4 separate regions of the Mus musculus genome follow, and regions 2, 3 and 4 are each linked to region 1. Evidence: chromatin contacts called from public Hi-C and HiCAR-type data. All regions are on one chromosome and are shown on one strand. The core of a region is the stretch at or near the end of the contact, and the rest is flanking DNA. Distances in the headings are between cores, read along the strand shown. Region 1 has its middle 57 kb from the start of Gm34790. Region 2 has its middle 63 kb from the start of Gm41072. Region 3 has its middle 17 kb from the start of Ndufs4. Region 4 has its middle 32 kb from the start of Fst.

Region 1 (3,302 bases), core at 344-2,843:
AGCTCAAGGAGAAATACTACTTTGGCTCCACCAGCACGGGCTGAGTTAAAGTCTAAGATAGAAGTTACTTTAAGTTATGAATTCCATCTTCTTAGATGCAAGAGTAGTGTGCTGTTACACTATCAGATCACCACATGACTTTGCACATTGTCACTACAGAAAGACATCAGTGTCCTGCACTGAAAAAGCACTCTTAAAATGTTAACAAAAATGGTGACAAGGACAGCATCCCTTTTGACAAAAAAAGTTCACTTGGCCAGACTAGACCAGCAGTAATAAAGCACTCTGCTAAAAAGTCATAAAAATTGTACACATGTAAGATACACGGTGAACTCTGCTAACAAATTAAACACATGGGAACACAATTTCTCTGCTGGATCCTCATTAATAAATTTGTCTCTAAGAAAGTTGCTAGAGCATTTCAGGAGGGGGGTGGGGGGTGGGGTGGAACTCAAGATGCTGATCAGGACAAAACTCTTCCAAGCTTCACTTGGAATTCACAGGCACTGTGAGTAAGTGGGGAAGGGTGTGGACAGTCCGATCTTGCCCAAATCACAGAAAGATCTCTCCTGTCCCCTGTTTGTCTCACACTTGACCAGATTCTCCAAGTGACTCCCTTTGAGTCATTCTCTTCTTAATTTTTACAAACTCCACAGGGTATCAGTTATCAATTCCACTCTCACATTAAAAGCTTTCAAACAACTTGGGAGTTGAAAAACCTCCAAAAAGGCCCAGCCATCTTCCAGGGAATAATTTGCAGCTAGAAAGTCATGATTTTAATCTGCGTAGGACTCACTTTATAGACCATAAGGTGAGTTGATTAATAAACATCTTCACAAACTATTTATATTTTGTATATTTATCTACAGGGATAGGGTCAAGTTCAATTTGCCTAATTTCATTCTGTTATCTATCACTTTGTTATCTGTCATTAATAACCACAGCTACACATTATTTGTAGAGACCTCTGTCATCTTTCTAGTTTTCTAAACCCTTTTAAGGGAGATATTTTATTTTATTTTGTCAAAATTTATTTCTGCTTTTCTCGTCTCCAGTGGAGTGAGAAAACAAAGTGTTCTGTGGAAGAGAGGTATTTACTGTGCAGAGTCTGTCCTGTGACCTCAGCTGGACCCTTTAATTTGAATAGTATACAATAAAAGATTTGATTGTTTGGGCTGATAAAAACAACAGTGCTTAAAATAATGATTTTTTTTTGATAAATCAGTGCTTTATGAATGGGGAAAACAAATCCCAGAAGTACTTAAGAAAGGTGGCAGTTGTTCAAAAACATGTGGTACTTCACCCATACTTTAAGAACACAAAGAAAGCAAACATTTTAAGCATCTAAGATTCCTCCAAAACTCGCATCTTCCACATCACTCTTAAAAATCCCCTTTCTTTTTTTTCTGACTTTGAAACCTTTCCTGTATCTTTAAGACCATGCAATATTTCTTGTTTGTCTGTTCTTTCCCATGGTCATTGCCCAATGACACCAGGGCCAGCCAACTTCCATCCGCAAGGGTCTGAGTTTGCCCACAGCTATGTCTCCAACTGTCCTTGATTTCTGTTCTCTTCTGTTCTGTGTCCTCAGCTGCAGCTTGTCCCTGGAACTATTCCCAGTTTTAGGAAATAGTTGGGATAAGTTGACCCACAATACAGGAGGACTAGGAGAAAGATTTCTCCAGCCTTTTCTGACTCTTTGGACACGTGTGGAGTGGCGGGAGGAGTCAAGACCCAACCATGCCTTTCTGCTTGCTCCTTGAATCTTCTTCACTATAATCCCAAGCAGCAGATAATCCCTTTTACAGAGAAGGGAAATGAAATGCCAGTAAGTTAAATCACATACCCACAAGAATACAACCAGTGAGACTCAAAGCCAAGATTGGAATCCAGGCATGCCTGGCCCCTAGAACCCTGCTCTTTGATCTTGGCAGGGCATTGCATTGTAGACATCAAATGCTTACACATTAGAAGACAAATTAAGTGAAAGCCAAATAACTAATCAGTTGTATTTTACCTAACATAAGTAAACAAATTGCCTTGTAAATCCATTGTAGCTACTATCTTTTAAATAGCTGTATGCCAGGTATTGGTCTATGTACTTGATCTCAAAAATATGATGTATAAAAAGCTAGACATATTATTATTATTATTATTATTATTATCATCATCATCATCATCATCATCATCATCAAAAACTAGAGACAGGAGTACAGAATTATTAAGTATTTTACTCAGGTTCAGAGATCTGAGAGAAGGCATGGAAGTGAAGTTCCTCACACCCATTGCACTTTGGTTTTAGCTGGCTCTACTGTTGGTACATTCTAAAGTTTGCATTGTGGAAAGAATTGTTTGTGCACTATTCACTAAGCTTTCCTATCAGCTTTGAGAGGAAGACTGTTCCCTATTTTTTTATAGCTGAAGAATTTTTTTAAAATGCCCCCAAATAACTATTCAGGATGACTGGATAGGGTATTAATAACACCCCCGAAACAAACAAACAAAACCAAAAAAACCCTAAAACCCAAAAACAAAACCCTTCTCTTCCTTCTGGCAAGAACATTCATCTCTGGTTCCTCCTGAGCCTCCACATCCCTTCTGCAGTATTTAATCATTGGAGGAAAGGTATTTATTGCACTGAGTTCTGACTCTTGGTCACAGTTAAGTATTTGTGGTATTCACATTTATTTCTAGCTTCTCTTTGAAGGATTAAGAAAACCATTTTAATGCTTTGCATTTTAATTGCACACAAGTTGACTGTCATAGACAGACCATTAAAATGTCTGTCAGCAGCCACCTACTCCATCTTCCTGGAGTACGAAAATGTTTCTAATGTGACTGGTTTCCAGTAACCTAAGGCTATCTGGTCAACCTGAATAGTGCGCCTCTGCTGGCTCCCCTGGAAGTGCTACAGGCTCCGTCTGTGGTAGAATTGGAGGCACTCGCATGACTTTGAACCTGCTGTACTCTGTTGTCTGTTTAGTCCTCACTCCATACCCTGGCTCAAATGCTCTTTGTCCACAGGTTGTCTGATCTCTTCTCTTAGAAATGCCATATCCTGTTTGGGAATGAGCAGTCTCGAGATTTTTTGTTCTTTTCTCTTTCCCCACCCCCTCTCCATTTCAGGCCAGATTTTTGGACAATTTCCCTGTTTCATATTATAATTCCCAATTGTAACGGCATTCATATTTCCAAGTTGAACCTCGCTTTGTGTTTTTATGCCATATTTCTAGCCTCTCTTTTCCATGGTGCAGTACATTTTTCTATTGTTGTAGTTTTTAAACAGCTGCCAACTTGATACA
Region 2 (3,302 bases), core at 267-2,766, 490 kb before region 1:
TCCCCCTTGATCACTAATTGAGAAAATGCCTTACAGTTGGATCTCATGGAGGCATTTTTTCAACTGAAGCTCCTTTCTCTGTGATAACTACAGCTGTGTCAAGTTGACACAAAACTAGCCAGTATACCCACTCTGCCTTTTGATGAAAGAATTTAGCCAAGTCCGTTTAAGGGAATTAGAGATCGGAAAGAGCTATGTGTGCCGTTCGTGGTTTTCTGACTCTTATGTACTCCTTTGACTCTTTATTTCTCTGTGTTGGCTTGATTTTTTTTCTTTTTGTAACGACAGGTTTTTATTCCATTATATTTTCTGAATGTACCCCAAGCTTTTCTATTATATCATAAGACTTAAATAAAACATTATATATACGGGCAGTGGTGGTGCACGCCTTTAGTCCCAGCACGTGGGAGGCAGAGGCAGAGGCAGGAGATTTCTGAGTTTGAGGCCAGCCTGGTCTACAGAGTGAGTTCCAGGACAGCCAGGGCTACACAGAGAAACTCTGTCTCAAAAAAAAAAAAAAAAAAAAAAAAAAAAGAAAGAAAAAGAAAAAAATTATATATAATACACACACACACACACACACACACACACACACACACACAGTATGTATTCCTCTCCGTGCCTTAAATGCTTGTAACAGTCAATTTTAATATGATATCAACTTCAACATTTCAGCCATGTTTGTGACATCAGAATTTACACTTTTTAATAGTGCGTTTAAAATACTGCATCTGTAGTTATTTTTGGTAACTTTTGCTAGATATCTAGATACCAGCAGATTTTTGAAGGCCAGTGAAGATGGATTCCCTCCTTGTAATCACCAGCTTGTAGACACAAGAGCAGAGGCAGGAGGATTCCACTTGTTCCTTGTAATATAGGACTTGGTGGCCCTATATTACCTGTCACCGCTCCCAAAGCAAATTAGAAGACAGGAATTAGATGAGGAGAGAGCTTTACATCAGGAAAACAGAACAAAGGCCATCTCAAAGCAAAGTTCCCCGTTTTCCAAAAGGGAAGGGTCTCAAGGTTTTCATGGGGGAGATGTGTGGAAGATGTCAGATTCACTATTGTCCTTCAAATCTGACCTCTAGAGGCTTGCTCTGTCTTTGACTTGAAAATGACCTCAGGCCCACTCCCTATGCGCTTGCTCATTAACACTCTTAATTTGGTAGCAGGTAAAGGCAGTGGGAGCCATCCCAATAGCTCTTCCTTATAGGTTCAAATGCCTTGTGAAAGAGGTGAACGCATTGCAGCTGCCCTTCGTGACAGCACAGCTATAGATGAGACAAGAAGTCAGAAGGAGGAAGTCCCTGGAGCTGAGGGACAGCATCGCTGGAGCCAAGGGACAGCTCTTCCTCCCAGACTTTTCTTTTCTTTCTTTCTTTCCTTCTTTTTAGATTCATTTTGGGGTTTTGCTGTAATTCTTTCTAATCTACTAATCTGTTACATGTTACTCATCAAAAGAATGGGATCTGAGCCATGAACCCAGCCCTGGGTAGAGACTCGGCCTTCTGAACTGGCTGGAAGGTCAACGTTTACTATCAGGCAGGAGGCCTTACATACCATAACTTCTCCCTTAAGAGTCGACCCACATGGGACTGTCAGTCACCTAGACATAAAACGTCCCACAGGAATAATGTCTGTTCCAAGATTTAGAAACAAAGCCTACCTAAACACGTAGCTGCTTTTGGCCGTCGCCCACTCAGTCCACTATATCTTGTAATAAACCCCGCCTAGTTTCTGCATTGTGCTGCATACCTCATCTGAATTCTTTCAAGAGACATTACCAGGAAGGGAGGTGAAAGGGAGGCTGGAGCAACGTCCTGGTCCCAGTGAGGGTTAGAACATTCTGAATTTGCGTGGATGTCAACTCTTGCCGGCGAGTTTTGTCTTTGTTTTATGTTGATCATTAACTATCTGTTGCTACAACAGCTTGCTATAAGGCAGATCTTGGGACGGAATCTCTTTTCTGTTATTCGCTTGGGGAAAGCCTTTTCTGTCAGCCGTATCAGGATTCAGGGCCAGCTTTGTTGTGAAGGATTTTGGGTTGGCAGACTTGCCTTTCCTTTCAGCAAGTTTGCCTATACCATCCTGACCTAAGTGGTTTCTGGTGAGAAATCTGCTTGCAGTCTTTGGGGGATTTCCCTTACAAGAAGGGACTCATTTTCTTCTGGCTGTTTTCAAAAGTCTTTGTCATTGATTTCTGACAATGTATTTACACTGTGTCTCCATGAAAACCTTATTTGCGTTTGCCTGGAGTATTCTGGGCTTAGTGTGTGCTCATTCTCTCCACGGACCTCGGTTATTTCTTCTTTAGACTAGGTTTCTACCTTTCTTTTGTCAATTCTCTCTAAAGATGCCTATGTCCCTTAGCTTCTCTTTTGGGCCTCTTAATCTCAGTAATAAAATAATTTAAAAATGAACCTGAAAGGAAGGTCAGGGACAATTTTATTAGCGTTTAAAAGAAAAACAACAGGACAGGCAGGCTGTAGACTTCACAGCTGCCAGGAGAAGAGAGAGTGGGGGAGAGAGAAAGCCATGCAGTTTGCAATAGAGGTCTGCAGGCAGCCACATGACAAAAAGCCTTCAAAGAAATGGCAGATGCCCAGAAGGCCAGGGAAAGCATGCTCTGCTTTTGGCCAGTATTTGGAACAACAATAACAACAACAACAACAACAACAAAACAAAAACAACAGCAACAACAAAGAACAAGGTAAACGCTATGCTTTTTGGAGTCCTAATTCTGAGGTCAGACTAGCACCATGCTGCTCTCTTCAAGTGTCCCCAGCATCTGCACCAGAGAAGTTGTTTCTGGGAAGGAAGGACACATTATTCCATTACAGGATGATAATCTCTTCTATCTCCTTTGGAGCAGCCTGAAATGGCAGGTCTCCTACCCTGGGCAAGAGATGGAACTTAGAGCAGAGCGCAGAGACCCTCACCTTCTCCTTCCTACAGGAATTGGAGTTCCATGGAGTGAGAAGGCCGATCTTCATGTTTCTAGCATTCCCGGGGAATGAGAAGCAGCATCAGGCCCGAGCTCCAGTGGCCCAAGGTTCCTTTCTTCCTCTGTTTTCTGTGTGAGTCTGCGGTTGATACTCTACGTTTTGCTTTCTGTTATTACATTCTCCACCTCCAGAATAGTTGGCTGGTTTCTTTCTAGCCACTTCTCTTTGCTGGGTACCTTGTTTTCTTCGTGTCCACGTAGCTGTCTCGTGATGTTCCCTTGCCGACTGAGCTAACTTAAGATTATTATATTGAGTTCTAGGCCAGGTACCTCGTAGGACTTGTGGACAACCTTG
Region 3 (3,302 bases), core at 484-2,983, 360 kb before region 1:
CCAGACACCATTTTGGAGAGCTCTCAACTCCCTGTAACTACCGCTCCAGGGCTATCTAAAGCATCTAGCTTCTGCAGGCACCCAAATACATGTGCTCATATCCACACACAGATGCACATGTAAGTAAAAATGATGATAATAACAATAAAGATGAATCCAATGTTCCATTTGTCCCATGGCTGCACTTAAGGGAAAAGAACCACAGAAGAACTAAGTGAATATGCTTGAAGAGGTTTCTCTCTTACAAAACAAATTTAAATACAATTAGCCAAGTCATCAGGGTACCACTGAAGTTCCCCAGTGCTGTATGCTCCAGGTTCTGTGGAATCTAAAATCTGGGTGGAGAGTAAATTTTGTACCAGAACTGGTGCACTCAGGGCAGGAGGCTGTAAACAAGATTGAACAATGGGCAAATTATTTTCCTTGAGATTTGTAACCTAGGGGTGAGCACCAGGGTGAGAGTCAATGAGTAACAAGCAAGCGACCTTACACAAAGTTTTACTGAAGGAATTAATTTGTGGCTGGCTGTAGTGGCTCATTTCTTTAATCCCAGCACTTGGGAAACAGACAGGTAGATCTCTTCAAGGCCAGCCTGATCTACATTGTGAGTGCTAAGACAGCCGTCAGGGCTACATAGACCCTGTACACACACACACACACACACACACACACACACACACACACACACACAATTTGTGACTATTAAGAAGCCTGCATGGTTGACTCAGGCCAGTCAGTTTATCTGTGGTCAGCTTGTAAGGCTCCCACAAGGCTGCCAAGAAAAGCCCGTTGGTAGCTATAGGGTTTCAGGTGGGATTGTTTGTAAATCACACCTTATGTGCGGCTGCAGTTACTTTTCTCATCTCTGGTCAAGTTACCTTGAACGTTCTGTTCATTTCACAAAGGCCTCCAGTAAATATGCCACCACATAGTTTTCTTCTGTGTGGGTCATGCCCTGGTAGTCTACACTATTTCCTAGAATGACTGAGTGTAGAAAAAAAAAAATCTAAAATGAATTGCCTTTATTAAAGATAATAATTGCCTTTATTAATGTGGCTTTGCCACATTACAAAAACATGGCTTGATTTCCAAATCTAATTGGTCTTTTCCTTAAGCTGATTTTCCTCTTTGGATTAAAAAAAAAAAGTGACAGCTGGGCAGTGGTGGTACACGCCTTAAATCCCAGCACTTGGGAGGCAGAGGCAGGTGGATTTCTGAGTTCAAGGCCAGCCTGCTCTACAGAGTGAGTTCCAGGACAACCAGGGCTACACATAGAAACCCTGTCTCAAAAAACAAAACAAACAAACAAACAAAATATATATGACTATGGATACCTAGAAATTATTCATAGCAAGCCTAAAATCCTGAGGTTTGAATTTCTTTCCCTTCTTTAAATTCTTTGAGATGTGTTTATTTTCTTCTAGGTTCACGAGTGTTTCGCTTGCACGAGTCTGAGCGCCACATGTAAGACTGGTACCTGGAGAGGTCAGAAGAGGTCATCGAATCTCCTGGAACTAGAGTTATGGATGGCGCCAAAATGCCACGTGGGTGCCAGGAATCAAACCCGTGGCCTCTGCAAGAGTAAGTGCTCTTTGCTACTGAGCCACTTCAGCCCTAAAACTTTCTTTTTTTTTTCTGTTGAGCAAAACAAAGCAGATTGTATGTGGTGCTCCTTTAACTAAGGAAGCGAACGCCTGTTCCCCAAGTGTGGGGCGGGGAGATACGTGATTGGTGTTCCTGCCCAACTGGTGATGTTCCCCTTAAAAAATGTTTCTGAATCAAGACTTGTTCCAGCTTCTGGCTCAACTTCACCAAAAGTTTTCAAAGTCACCGTGCTCTGAGCCAGGTTGGCAGATACAGAAAAGGCATAGAGGAGCAACTACGAGCAACTTTAATGGGCCAGGCCTGGCAGCGAAGAGCATTCTCTTAGCTAAATATATCGTATTAGATGAAATTCAGTCACATAATTGCATCAAATTGCCAAAGAGGACAGGATGTGTGGTCTAACTCTGTGCCTGGATGAGGAAAGAAGGAGAGAAAGAAGGAACTTGCTAGTTTTGTTTGTTTTGCTTTGTTTTCTGAAAATCCAGTCAGTCTCTTTTTTACTCAGTTTTCTGAAAATCCAGTTAGTCCAAATTTTACTCAGTTGTCTGACATAGTTTTGTGCAAAATGCAAGGGTATGAAAGCAAATAGCGGAGTCCATTGGGCTTTGAGAGGTAATTTCTCCATTTTAATTTGCATGGGGTTGATATTCTTAAATATCCTTCTTAATCAAATATGCATGTTACCTAGATCTTGTTAGTGCTGAGTCCAGGAAGTGGTAGGTTTTTCCATCCACGCCTTTATAGAACCATTTATAGGTAGTTCCGAGTGTCTCATCTTTCAGTCTCTGGAGCTAAGTCCGTGTTATTTGAGCAAACATATTGGTTTGCAGATTAAACGTCGATCAGCGTAAGACACATAATAAGGTAAGTGGCCAGTCAGTATAGACTCAGATAGCATCTGAGTCACTTCCGTTCATTTTCAAATGACTGTTTTGTGCCCACGCCATTCTGCCCTGTGCTGACAGCTAGTCAGCCTGGAAGGAATAGTTTTCAGGAAATGAAAAAGAGACAGCGCTGGGAATTAAAAAGTCGTCGATACAAAGAAGCACAACATTGCTGCTTATCTTTAAGTCAGGTTTGGAAAAATTGCTTTCAACCTGTAACTGTCAAAAATTTTTGCAGAAACTTTAAAGTGGGAGAACATGGCAAAAACTGTTCAGCAGGCTCACCAGATTATGTCTGCCTTTTTTAGACTCTTAAAAACTAATTATAAGAGGAGCTTGGGGATTTAACTTGCTGAGTTTCTCTTTTCCTCTTAGCTTTGGGGTGTGCCCTTTAAAGCATTAAAACGCTGGGCAAGAGGGGTCACTAGATTGTATCACCAGAAAGAATATTAATTTCTGGAAGACTTCAAGATTCCAAAGGTTGCCTTGAAATCATCAATTGGTCACGTGGCCCAACTGCAACAATTGGGGCAAGCAGGATGGAGCTATCCCATGCCACTAAAAGGCTTAGCATACTAATGGCCCTTTGACACCACCAGCCATTCAGAAATCAGACTTTGTCATGCTGAAGAATAGGCCACTCACCCACAACAGGAAGCACTGGGGAGGCAAACGTGACAGTAATTCCCTGTCAGATAAAACTGAGGTATTGTTTTGGACTCCCGACATAGGAGAAAAGAATTATCTAGTCATAAATTTAGAATAATCTTTCTTTACCTATTAGGCGCTTCACATCCAAGGGAAGGATTGGCG
Region 4 (3,302 bases), core at 546-3,045, 270 kb before region 1:
TTTAAGCAGAGGCTTGATGAGAGTCACCTGGTCCCCTCAGTGTCATTTCATTGTGGGGAAGCCTTGAAACCTCAAGCAGATCGCCTTATAATGTCCTAGGAAGTCCCCTCAGCAGGCGGTGAAGTGTCTCTCATGCTACAGGTTCTTGTCATGTTATCTGTGCAGGTGCCAACATGCTCTTGTAGTCTCCTGGTGTGCTTTCTGTTGCTACTAGTGTCACCTGTTTAGGGATATACAAAAACTGTGTAGATTGAAGGATCCATAGATGAACATATCTCTGGTTTACTAATCTCTGAGATACCCCTCCAGTTTCAAAATAAAGAAAGAGGCTTCAGTTTCAAAATAAAGTCTACTCTTTCCCCCTTTCCAAACTTGACCTCTTCCTTCCATGGCTTGCTTTGCTTCCAAACATTCCAGGTAAGCAGATAATATAGATGGAAAGCATTCCACCAATGAAGCAGACGAACAAACAGAAAAACAAACAAACACCCTTCAGCTTCCTTTTCCATAACTAAAGGGCTGCAGAAATCACAGAGCTTCATCCTTTCTTTTTTGCTCTCCTGGGCTTTATTCATTCTTGATCACTGCTTTTTCATTTTGCCAACATCATTGCAGACTCTCTGACCATACTTCTGGCTGCTCCCCAAACACTACCTCTTCTCAGGACCCACCAAGACTTCCTGTTCATGCCCCAGCTGGTGCAGATCCCACGCCTCTTAGAAGCTATGTTGTTGTTGTTAAAAGTGACTGTATTCTTTCTGTGGGTACAACAGCGTATTCCTTTCAGGGAAAGTAGAACAATAATTTAAAATAAAATCTGCTGAGTACCAATATATTGTCAGGTTATTGATTTTTGCCCTGTTCATATCTCACATTTTTTCTTTCTTGTCAGATCCTGCTTCTAGCTAACATAGGATTATATTTGGCACTTGGGGACAAAGATGGCATGGAGAACTAAAACCTAGAGATAATCCTATAAGCTCATCTAGAACAAAGGCTTAATTATACCCCTATCAACCAAGTCTTTTATGTGAGCTGAGTTGAAATAAACAACAAATTGGTGAGCTTCATGTGGTCTGCTTCCCTTGGCGATCGTAGATGCAGAAGGAACACAAGCTAGAGTGAAGGAGACAAAGCTTCTGCCCAGGACAACTGGCTTGTGTTTGGTTCTGTTGGTCAGAAAACAATTATGTGTTAAATTCATCACTGAATACATCTTTGGTCTTTCTATGTGAAGAAATAAACACTGGACAATTTGTTTCAGGGTGGACTGAAACTGTCTGGGAATGTTATGTACTCTCTAGTGACTAATTTCCCTTAGTTATAAACCAAGAAGCTAAGCACTAGTGTTTCTGGAGATGGAGGTGGCCAAGTGCCAGGGTACATGTGGGTGAATAGAAATAAGGAAGGGCACCGATGGAGACTAATCTGTGTTGTTGCCAAGGGATGGAGCTTTGTCCTCCTTTTATGTCTTTCTTTCCTGTACCCTCTGCATGACAACAGCTAGAAGAAGCTGATATCTAGGGCTAAAGCCTATGGTATCCTGAGAACTTATCCATCGTATTTACTAGAAACTTCTTTCATCTACCCACACTGCCAACACTCCAGGATGGAGTTATTGCGAAAATATTTAATAATTGCTACAACACAAGGCCCTGGCCGAAAAGAATGGAAACAAACAGGTGATTATTTGGAACCTAAGGTGTAATTGTCTCTGGCATGGACTCTGCAAGGGCTTCCAAGTGGATCCTCCACAGATAGAGTGATCTTTGCCAGGTGTAAATACCACTTGGTTACTGACCACGTTGTCTCACTGCTGACTAGTGGGAATAAAGATCTGAGGTCAGGAAGTAGGGGGTGGAACTTCCAGGCAGAGAGAGTGACTGACACATGGAGAAGAAAGCAGAATCGAGAGAATCCAGAGTAGACTCAGGGAATAGACACAGACCTCAGCAAAGCAGAGAGGTATAGAGCTAGCCACATGGTGGCTCATAGGCCACACAGTGGGGCAAAGTTTAAGCAGTATCTGGGAGACTGCTCCAGTAAAAGGCCTAAGCTTTAAACTCTAATGGAAGTTGCGTGTCATTATTTATACATCAGAAGGGTCCGAGAAAGTCCTGCAGTAGGTTACTCTTTGTTCTCGATTCTTAAAAACTTTCCATGATTCCCATAAGCTCTTAAGTTAAAGAACATCATTGTTACAGTCTTTAAATCCTTCCATACTATATTCCTTATCTGCCTTTGGTACAGTGGATAGTTTTTCCCTGTATCAAGATGTTACCTCCATAAGGGGAACATCCCATACTCAATGACAGTTTAATATAGGATGTGATATAGACCAAGAATTTATTAAAGGATCTCTGAATGTATACATTCATAAGAAAGCAAGTTAAACTTTTCCCACACCTATCTTCACATCTGGTCCAGGATTTTGTTGTGAATACACGTGAATGTGTGTTTAATAAACGGTGTTATGGAAGTTATTTGATATTTTGTATGCTGTTGCAAGGCAATCGTGTTCTCTTGGTGGGGTGGTGGCGGACACCTGGGAGTTCTCCCAGGTTACCCTCGTAACGTCACTGCCAGCTTATACCTCCTTATATGGTACTCTCTTCTGTTTCCCAACGGACTCTCCTCACTGTGTCCTCACCAGCTTCCAGCCGTTGGTAGAGGATCATTTTCACATGTAGTTATTTCCAACCGGTTCTCTGTTTTCATTCTTCCTTTCTCCAAGCCCATTTTTCTGTGGATTTTCTCAGAAACCCAAACTTAGCTATGTCACTATTGCCTGGAGATTCTTCAGGGTGCCCCATAAAGGATCAACTTCTAGTTTAATGCAGACAAACCTGTTGTCTTTTGAGACCTACCTACTCTTTGATCAATGTAAGAAATATTTATTGAGCACCTACTATGTTCCAGAGGATCTACTGATAGGAAATAAGAAAATATTTTCTTATTCTATATTAGTTTTTTTCCTCTGTGTGTATTGGGGATTAATCACAGCTTTGTATGCTGGGCAAGATTTCTGTGACTGAGCCCTCCTTTTATCTTTTCTTATCCTTTATTGAAAGTATTGTCAAATGGTACACTCTTGGGTAAGACATGCATAACTAATATCTTTTTATGACTCCATCTTTATTTATTTTTTGCTATAAAATGTGATCTCCCTTTTATTTCTCAGTTCTATTGGTATCTGTCTTAAAAGATTATTTTGCAAGACTTACTTTAAGAACTATTTTTTCTTTTAATATATTGGTTACTTCAGTGTCTAATTATTAGTAAATTCTGAAGCTTTACACTTT

What was found. A called contact is a pair of places that touch in the nucleus more often than the background predicts. HiCAR-type assays count read pairs that join an accessible place to other places.
Region 2: a contact with region 1 is called in a Hi-C map of uterus, with 5 times the contacts expected there. The contact joins two enhancer-like sites. A contact is called at or near these places in 6 of 484 Hi-C or Micro-C datasets (cochlea, embryonic fibroblasts, liver and 1 more).
Region 3: a contact with region 1 is called in a HiCAR-type map of fibro-adipogenic progenitors, with 2.7 times the contacts expected there. The contact joins two enhancer-like sites. A contact is called at or near these places in 4 of 39 promoter capture datasets (the 3T3-L1 cell line, HPC-7-derived erythroid cells, hippocampal neurons and 1 more), 1 of 15 datasets of contacts at CTCF or cohesin (the NIH/3T3 cell line), 1 of 484 Hi-C or Micro-C datasets (the 3T3-L1 cell line) and 1 of 115 datasets of contacts at active chromatin or transcription factors (fibro-adipogenic progenitors).
Region 4: a contact with region 1 is called in a Hi-C map of liver, with 3 times the contacts expected there. The contact joins two enhancer-like sites. A contact is called at or near these places in 2 of 484 Hi-C or Micro-C datasets (liver and nephron progenitors) and 3 of 115 datasets of contacts at active chromatin or transcription factors (extraembryonic endoderm stem cells, fibro-adipogenic progenitors and hepatocytes).

The regions. Positions count from the first base shown.
Region 1 is chr13:114,759,533-114,762,834 of GRCm38.p6, forward strand. No RefSeq gene overlaps it. Among named protein-coding and RNA genes, the nearest start is that of Gm34790, 57 kb to the right of the region's middle. Within about 2 kb of position 1,594, at least 18 of the 459 cell types and tissues checked have an H3K27ac peak or open chromatin away from gene starts, as enhancers often do. A contact at or near this core is called in fibro-adipogenic progenitors, liver and uterus, where this site is marked.
Region 2 is chr13:114,270,080-114,273,381 of GRCm38.p6, forward strand. No RefSeq gene overlaps it. Among named protein-coding and RNA genes, the nearest start is that of Gm41072, 63 kb to the left of the region's middle. Within about 2 kb of position 1,517, at least 14 of the 459 cell types and tissues checked have an H3K27ac peak or open chromatin away from gene starts, as enhancers often do. A contact at or near this core is called in liver and uterus, where this site is marked.
Region 3 is chr13:114,403,543-114,406,844 of GRCm38.p6, forward strand. No RefSeq gene overlaps it. Among named protein-coding and RNA genes, the nearest start is that of Ndufs4, 17 kb to the left of the region's middle. Within about 2 kb of position 1,734, at least 44 of the 459 cell types and tissues checked have an H3K27ac peak or open chromatin away from gene starts, as enhancers often do. A contact at or near this core is called in fibro-adipogenic progenitors, where this site is marked.
Region 4 is chr13:114,489,281-114,492,582 of GRCm38.p6, forward strand. No RefSeq gene overlaps it. Among named protein-coding and RNA genes, the nearest start is that of Fst, 32 kb to the left of the region's middle. Within about 2 kb of position 1,796, at least 12 of the 459 cell types and tissues checked have an H3K27ac peak or open chromatin away from gene starts, as enhancers often do. A contact at or near this core is called in liver, where this site is marked.